Linked DNA regions of Cricetulus griseus: region 2 is linked to region 1. A link is a contact called in public Hi-C data. All regions are on one chromosome and are shown on one strand. Each heading gives the region's core, a stretch centred on a gene start, on an enhancer-like site or on the middle of the called end of the contact. The rest is flanking DNA. Distances are from core to core; before and after follow the strand shown.

The links. A called contact is a pair of places that touch in the nucleus more often than the background predicts.
Region 2: a contact with region 1 is called in a Hi-C map of the CHO-K1 cell line, with 4 times the contacts expected there. The contact joins the promoter of Dync2li1 here to the promoter of Thada in region 1. A contact is called at or near these places in 4 of 8 Hi-C or Micro-C datasets (the CHL-YN cell line, the CHO-K1 cell line and fibroblasts).

The regions. Positions count from the first base shown.
Region 1 is chr5:86,105,843-86,110,430 of CriGri-PICRH-1.0, forward strand. Thada (thyroid adenoma-associated protein) reads right to left here and starts at 3,153. Exons shown (of 38, transcript XM_027417930.2): 1 at 3,014-3,153; 2 at 1,126-1,225; 3 at 1-3. The coding sequence starts at 1,201.
Region 2 is chr5:86,253,813-86,257,940 of CriGri-PICRH-1.0, forward strand. Dync2li1 (cytoplasmic dynein 2 light intermediate chain 1) reads left to right here and starts at 1,731. Exons shown (of 12, transcript XM_027417939.2): 1 at 1,731-1,862. The coding sequence starts at 1,752. It overlaps LOC118238865 (a long non-coding RNA gene), which reads right to left and starts at 2,284. Exons shown (of 3, transcript XR_004770189.1): 1 at 2,136-2,284.

The sequences.
Region 1 (4,588 bases), core at 1,903-4,402:
AAGCTAAGGAACACAAACAAAAATTTCAATATTGTAACTACATGTGGATTAATAGTACCTTTCTCATACAGTCCACCAAACTGCTAAGGAGATAAACCAGAGCCCGTGAGACAGATTTGCCACCAAGCTTGAGCCTGAGTTTGATCCCCAGAACCAAGGCACTGGAGGGAGGAGAAGAGCCAGCTCTCAAGAGTTGTCCTCTGACCTCTACAACTGTGTCAGGGCATATGCATGCCCACATAGACACATACTGTCCTGGTTTGCTTTCTACTGGTATGATAAATACCATGACCAACAGCAAACTGAGGAGGAAAGGGTTTATTTTATCTTGCAACTCCCAGGTCATGGTCCATCATTAACCGAAGTCAGAGCAGGAACTCATGGCTGGGACCTGGAGGTAGGAACCAAAGCACAGACCATGGGAGCAACCTTGCTTACTGGTTGTTTCACGTGGATTACTCAGCTGGCTTGTATTATACAGCCCAAGACCACCTGTCCAAAGGTGGCTCTGCCTACAATGGGCTGGACCCTCACACATCAATCATTACTCTTGCCCACAGGCCAATCAGATGGAGGCATTTTCTCAACTGAGCTTCCCTCTACCCAGATGACTCTAGCATATGTCAAATTGACAAAAAAAGTAACCAGGGCATAAACATGCATGTTCGAACATACGTGTGCATGTGTGTGTGTACATGTGCATGCACACACAGATAAATAATAAAGAAAACTAGATGTAGAGGTGCTGGCATTAACAGCACTGGCTGCTCTTGTAAAGGACCCAGGTTCAGCTCTCAGCATCCACATGGCAGCTCACTACCCTCTATAACTACAGTTCCTGGAAATCTGATGCCCTCTTATGACCTATGTGGGCTTCGGGCACATATATACATGGGGCACATACATACATACATACATAGGAGAACTCAGTCTAAAGACAAATAATATTTAACAAAACTATTTATCCAAAACTAAATGCTGGGGGTGGGGGAGGAAACCATGGAAAACTTAAACAAAAAGAATTTCAACATTATATTATTCTATAGGGTCCTAGAGATTCAATGATTCTGCTTTGCAAACTTACAAATTTTTTCACTAAACAAGCAAAACTTAAAAGTCACGTACATCTCAAAGTTTCCAGGTCCTGATGGCAGACAGTCACTGCAGCAACCTGCACTTCTCTTTTCTTCTTCACGCCCATTTTAGACAGGAGAAACAGCAGTCTCTGTAAGAAAGAAGAGCTTAAGACACTGGTCCAGTGGAGGGTTTCTCCTGTGACACTGACATCTGGGGCCATATGACTTTGTTGAGGATGCTGTCCTGTGCAGTATAGGATACTTGAAGCTTCCCCAGACTCTACCCCATTAGATGTCAGGAGCATCTTACTACCAACGTGTTAAAGACAACCAACAGGTGTCTCCCAACAGTGCCACTGTTAGAAGGCACAACTGCCCCAGGCTGAGACCCACTGAACTGAGGATATCTGGTTTACAAAAGAAAACCTGTAGGCTTTTTGTTTGTCTAGCATTTTTGCTGCTATTGTTTGAAATGGGGTCTTGCTATACAGTCCGTAAAATAGCTGCCACTTTGATGGAGAGATTTCCTTTGTCCTACTGAAGGATTAGAAAGTCAATAAAGCATCAAGGAGACGGGGTCCAATAAAGTCAAAGGAGACCTCTGTAGTCCAATGAGAAATGGGCTACCTTCAAACAGACTCTCCTTGACAGAACCTCACTCAATAAATCACCTACACGCCTGACTGACCTAACTGCCCCCCCCCCCCCCCCGCCTCTGAAAATTCTTGTCAATCATCAAAAAATTGTTTTAAAAACAAAGTCTAAGAAGGCACTTGCTTATAAACTTCTCAAGGGTTTCTGATAGTGCTAAATGTAATTTATTAATTATTAATATTCATATCTGGGTATTGGAATTCAAGGTATTCATTTCAAACCAATCTACTCTGCTACCTTAAGAGCTCTCACTGTCCCCGATGCTCTTATTATGAGATTTCCAGATCTACCTGTTAACATCCTGTCCTACACAAATGGCAAGAACTATTTCTAATTATCCAAGTTTGTGACTGAATGCCACCCAAGACCTTTATGTAACTTTACCTAAGATGCCATCACTCTGATACACACACCACTTCCATTATTTCTTTTGCAGCATGAATTACTACCTAACATTACACTCACTTGCAAACCTGTATATTGTTTTCCCTAGTAGTAAATAACATGAAGGTGGCAATTTTAATGACGTGTCTGGTGTTTTAATTCCCAACTCCTTCGCCATTCAGGCATGTAGATGCTTTTATTAACATTTGCTGGACAAGACCAAGGAATTAACTTTTCCTGGAGACATTCTAGAAGGGACAAATGGAAGAAGGGCGGACCACCTGGTACCTAAAGTGTGTGCAACAGCTAAGGTCCGGGCTGTCACTGATACTAACGAATCCACAGTCCTTTTGGACAAGTCACTACAGCAAAGGCAAGTGAGCAGCCCACCAAAAGGTTAAGAATGGACTCAGCTACAAAGACAACAGGGGACGAATTTGTAGGTTAGGTTTAGGGAATAATTTCCTAAACGAGCAGCCAGCGTACAAAGTGAGAAGAAGGTGGTACTGAGGAAGGAGACTGCGGGGACGATTCTGGTAAATGGCAAGTTTGCAAAAAAAAACAGATTCGGAGATTCTGCGTGTGTTCCTGGTGAAGTGTGCTTCCCCAGGGCGGAGAACCCGCCCCCGCCCCGTCCAACCTGGTGACTTTCTGCTCGTGGGTACCACTGACTGCCTCCCTCCCATCCACATCTTTCCCATGCCCACGTGGGGTCCGAAGAATGACAGCATGACTGACAGACGAAAAAGTGGTTAAAGGGCCGTCTCCATGGAGACCTAAGCCACCAAAGCCACCGGGCTGGCACCCTCGGGAGGCCCTGAGAGCCGGCCCGGCCGCGATGAGAAGAGTCGGTCCCACGCGCCCGCGCGCCCGGCAGGCGGCACGCCCTCGAGCCAAACCTCGTGCCCGGGGACGTCTGCAAAGAGTCACCGCCTCTCAACGAGCCCCGGAAGCCCGTCTAGTCTACGGCGTCCCGGCGGCGCGTGGAACGTGGTTCGCAATCCACAGCCGGTGCGGCAGCAGCGATACAAGCAAGCAAACCGGGAGCTGGCAAGGAAATATCGCGAGCGGCAGCTCCTCCAATAAGAAGCGCGGGAGGGTCGTGACGTCATCAGAGAGGGCGTCTGCGACTGGGTTTGGACAGGCCGCGGCGTCAGAGTTGTGCATCCGTGGGCTTGTGATCCGTGCTGATGCACTCTACCCATGCTTTACCTTTTTCCAGGTGGCAGGGCTGCAGCCTGCACACCCCTAGATGTCAGGCCACCATTTCTGTCTCAACCCAGACTTCCTTTTTAAAGATTTATTTATGTGCTCTGCCTGCATGTATGCCTGCAAGCCAGAAGAAGTCAACGGATCTCATCTTGGTTGTGAGCCACCATGCGAATGCTGGGAATTGGACTCAGAACCTCTGGAAGAGCTGCCAGTGCTCTTAACCTCTGGGCCATCTCGGTGGATCTCATCTTGGTTGGGAGCCACCATGCGGATGCTGGGAATTGAACTCAGGACCTCTGGAAGAGCAGCCAGTGCTCTTAACCTCTGAGCCATCTCTCCAGCCCCCAACCCAGACTTTCTTTTTTTCATATTCATTTATTTATTATGTGTTCTGCCTGCTCGCCAGAAGAGGTCAACAGATCCCATTACAGATGGTTGTGAGCCACCACCAACCATGTGGGTGCTGGGAATTGAACTCAGGACCTCTGGAAGAGCAAGCATTCAGTGCTCTTAACCTCTGAACCATGTCTCCAGGCCCCCAACCCAGACTTTCTACACTCACTGTGCCCAGAAACAGGGTAAAAACTACCCACAGGCTCGGTTGAGCCTGGGAGTGAAGTGAAGCCACCAACAACAACTTGAACTCCACCATCTGGGCCTTGAAAGCTGCCTTAGAGGGTGGATCTTTTTACACAGCTCTCAGTCCAGTCCTTAAAAATGAGTAAGAACTGGAGACCTATGATGGCAGCAGTAGCTGGGGCAAGGGACAAGACTGGAGAACGAACAAGATACTACATCTTGAGGTGCATTCGTTGGGGAAAACAGTGAAAAATGGGTTCATCGAGTGGATGCTTTACGCCTTTAATTTTTTTTCTCGATTTTATATTACTGTGCTTTGTATTTCTTTGTTGTTTTGCCACGTGTATCACTAAACAATAGCTTGTCATGTTTGGTTTTGTGTATATTATCCACCGATTCACACCTTTTTGCTTTGCTTTTCAGGTCACTCACCTAAAAAATGGGTGGTGGTAAATTCTTTGGTTGATTGTTAATATGTCATTCTCTACTGTACTACATGTAGGGAAAAGGAGCCAGCCAAAGAAAAACACCCTGAACAGAGCCAAAGAAACACACTTTGGCCCTGCAACCAGAACCAAAGAAATGTACCCTGGCCTTGAAACCAGTGTCAAAGAAACACACTTTGTCCCTGGAATCAGAGCCAGTGAAAGAGAAATTTAGAGCCAAAAGGCTAAAAAGGACCA
Region 2 (4,128 bases), core at 481-2,980, 150 kb after region 1:
CATGCTAGACAAGAATTCTAGCACTGAGCCACATCTCCTGCTCTCTTTTCCCCCCCTCCATATATTTTTTTTCCTGCAAGAAATGCTGAAAACAAAGGGAAGATATCAAAACCCTGCCACTTTCCTGACTGTTGTTAATAGTCTCCATATGGTCCTCTAGGTTCCCCACACAGCTGCAAAAAATTATCCCCCGAAACACAGGGCCAGGCAAAGCATGCCCATTTTAAAATCTTTCGGGGCTCCTCATAACCAATACAGGCAAACATTCAGAAGAGGTCAAATACCAAACCTGCCATAAATGTTTCAACAAGATCTTCAGGCATGGTCACTTCTGCACCTCTTCTACAATAGCTTGCTTACTTTGAATTATGATTGTAATGAGCTGTGTAGATCTGTTTTAAAGGCTGGATTCTTAACTCACTTCTTACTCTGTACAGCACAGGGCTTTGTGTATGGAAATTGTCTATATAACTTTTATGGGGACTCCAATAAAGAGGGGTGTTGTGGAATATTTTAAGATGTGTTACATTTGTTTATGCTGTGGAACATTTGTTTAATGGTGTGAAGATGTGTTGTATTCTTTTACATTGCATTTGTTTATGAAGTTGCATTGCTTTGCCTGTCTAAAACACCTGATTGGTCTAATAAAAAGCTGAATGGCTAATAGCTAGGCAGGAGAAAGGATAGGCGGGGCTGGCAGGCAGAGAGAATAAACAGAAGGAGAAAAAGTGGGTTGAGGAGCAAGAAGCAAGGAGGAAATCAGGGATCAGCCACCCAGCTGCACAGCCAGCCACTGAGTGCGAAGTAAAGAAAGGTATACAGAAATAGAGAAAGATAAAAATCCCAGAGGCAAGAGGTAGACAAGATAATTTAAGAAAAGCTGGCTAGAAGTAAGCCAAGTTAAGGCCGGGCATTTGTAAGTAATAATAAGCCTCTGTATGTGATTTATTTGGGAGCTGGGTGATGGGCCCCCAAAGAGCTATGAGTTAAGAGTAAAAGAAAAAAAAACTACAGAGGGGTGTCTATAAAGAACCCATAAAATTCAAACAAATATAACTCACCTTCAAAACATAAGTATGTAGGAGAGGCACACACTTCATTATCTTATTAATAAATAATGTACTGCCTCATAAAACGTCAGTCAATCCTTCAGAATGCTGGGGGAAGTGCTCCACGCCTGGTTTTGATTTTTTTTAAAGATTTTATTTATTATGTATACAACATTCTACTTCCATGTATATCTGCACGCCAGAAGAGGGCACCTGATCTCATAATGGATGGTTGTGAGCCACCATGTGGTTGCTGGGAATTGAACTCAGACCTCTGGAAGAGCAGCCAGTGCTCTTAACCTCTAAGCCATCTCTCCAGCCCCGCCTGGTTTTGATTTTAATTGTTGAATTTTTCTTCGAGCAAATTATTAGATAACAGCTCAACATTGTTTCAGCTTCTATTCCCAAATCATGGCAATGAGGAGGGGGTCGGGGAGCTAAGGACGAGACAGCAGAGGCCCCTGGCACACAGTCTGCACTCGGTAGAAATAAAAAAACAAAACAAAACAAAACAAAACAAAACAAAACAAACAAAACCCCAGAAACCTTCAAGTCCTAACCCTTAGAACCCAGATGCAGGAGGACGCTCACCATACCCTCCTTCTGGCAACCTAGAAATTTGAGATGCGAAGTGAAGGCAGAGAACTACATTTCCCATGAGGCCCCTCTTCGACACGAACTCCCCGCCTTGACGTCGCTGCCATGGCAACCGAGGAGCCCGCTTTCTCTGGCCCAAGTAGGACCTCGCAGCCCGCCTGGGGTCAGCCCACGCGGAGCCCAGGACATCTGGGGCTGTACAGCCACCATGCCCAGGTATTGCTCAACCGGCAGGCGGGGCGCTCAGGACGTGGAAAGGGCACGGGAGGATGGGGCGGGGTACCCAGCCCTGGCGCTGTGGGAGACTGGGGGTCTGGACCCCCACATAGGCCTTTGTCCCAAACAAGTAGATGAGTAAGCGGTTAGGAATCATCAACCCCATGCGTTCGAGGACTGCATAGACGGTTCTCGCGTGCCACTTGCCCTTGCAGGCTGCAGGGCTGGCGGTGCTGAACCAGACCGCAAAGCCACCTCCCCAGGGCCCCCTACCTCCTGGTATAGGACTTGGCTACTTGAGATGCGGGAAGTGCAGCACCTCCTTGAAGGCGGAGGGTTGGGGGTGTTGATGGCTTGTGAAATACGTTTGAGCTCTTCCTCTCTACAAGGTCCTTTAAAGTACCTGGACCTCCCAATGGCCTGCAAGGATGTCCGGGGCGGGGGGGGCGGGGGGGCGGCGGGGGGGCGCTAGAGACCGTTCGCCCCCTTCTGGATCAGAGGCGTGAACTGCGCTTGGCTTGATGAAGTTCGGGACTGGAAAAGAGTCAGCTATGCATCGCGTTCTCATTGGTTAACGTAGTGAAGCTATGGGTACAGGGGTTTTGGGTTTTGTTATTTGGGGTTTTTATTTTTATTTTTGTTGTTTGTTTGTTTTGGGGGGGAGGCAGCTGGAAGAACCCTTTCCTTTTACTGGGCACTTGAGAAACATAAACCCATTTTGGAGGGATGCTGTGTAAACAGGGCAAGCAGATGCAGACAGAGTTCCCAGGGGCTGGCCTATGAAATAAAAAAGTTCAGTACGACTTTTCGGGATTTCTATTTTGACTTTGTTTTCCTGCTTTGGCTTTTTTTTTTTTTTCATTCCGGTTTTGTTTGGGAGTCTGGGAATTGAACCCAAAGACTCAATGCACGTTAGGCAGGCACATATATCATTACCCCGGTTTCTGGTGCTTGTCTGGTAATAATTACTTTAAAAGGCCAGCGCCTAAAACTAAATGAACAGGGACATTGTAACAGTTATTACTACGGCCCCAAAAGCAGACATTGGTTTTTTTTGTTTTGTTTTTAAATTGGCATTTCAGAGCCGAAAATGCCGACTTGAGCCTGGCGATTAGCACAGAGGCTTGCATGTATCAGTTGCTCAACGAATATTTGCTTAGGACTGGGAAGATGGCTCAGTGGATAAAGTGCTTGATGTTCAAGCATGAGGTGGTGAAAAGCAAGCGACAGGATAGATGTCTGTAAGCTTGAGACTTTGGGGAGGGATTGAAGAAAGGAGGATCGCTGGAGCTTCCTGGCCAGCTAGTCTACCCAAGAAGGCAAGTAGACATGCATGCGTTCTCTCAGCTCTTGACTGTGGGCATGACTAGCTGCTCCCGCTCCTTGCTGCCTTGAGCTCCCCGCTTGCCATGACTCCTGCAATTGTGAAGCAGAGGTGTTTTATCATAGCGGTGGAATGGAAACTAGGACACTCAGCTTGCCAGTTTCAGTATTCTTCGTGGACCATTTCCAGGTGAAGGGTGCTAGAAAATCCATCAGTGTTCAACCTAGGTTGACTCCCGGGAAATAGTATTTTTATAACTCTTACTGAAACAAAATCTATATGCTGGAAATAACTATTTCTAAGCATTCCTTCTGTTTCTCTGCTTCTTATGCAGTGAAACTCTCTGGGAAATTGCAAAAGCTGAAGTGGAAAAAAGGAAAAGTCACGGAAGTGAAGGAGATGGAGCTGAAATTGGAGAAAAATCTGTTTTCTTCCTTGGCAGTAAAAATGGGGTAATACTTTAGTGTTCTTTACTTATTGAGATAATTTAGCAATCAGTGACAAATTTTACTTGAATACTTTGATAAATTTTACAGATTTTCAACTCTTTAATCGTATGGTCACTCTGAATTAGCAGAAATTAGAAAGGGCTTGGCATAGCTCTAGGAAAAACTATAACCATGAACAAAGTGTTAGGAAGACTCGTAACTAATTTTATTTCACACTTTGAAGTATTCAGATCTTCTGCTTTGATTTTATATAAAGGCCAAGATCCATTAAAATGTCTGAGTCAACACCCTAAATTGGTAAGGCAATATCTCAGCAATATTTACACTGTGGATTCAGTTACTTCACTTTTAGGAATCTCTACGAAGGAATAATTGAGTTGTGTCAGCGATGTTTATCAAACACTTAGTTGTTTTGGAAAATGTGGGGGAGATGAGGTGGTAGCCCCCATTCTTTGTAAGGTCACGTGACCGAGTGTGCTGAAGATGTGGAATG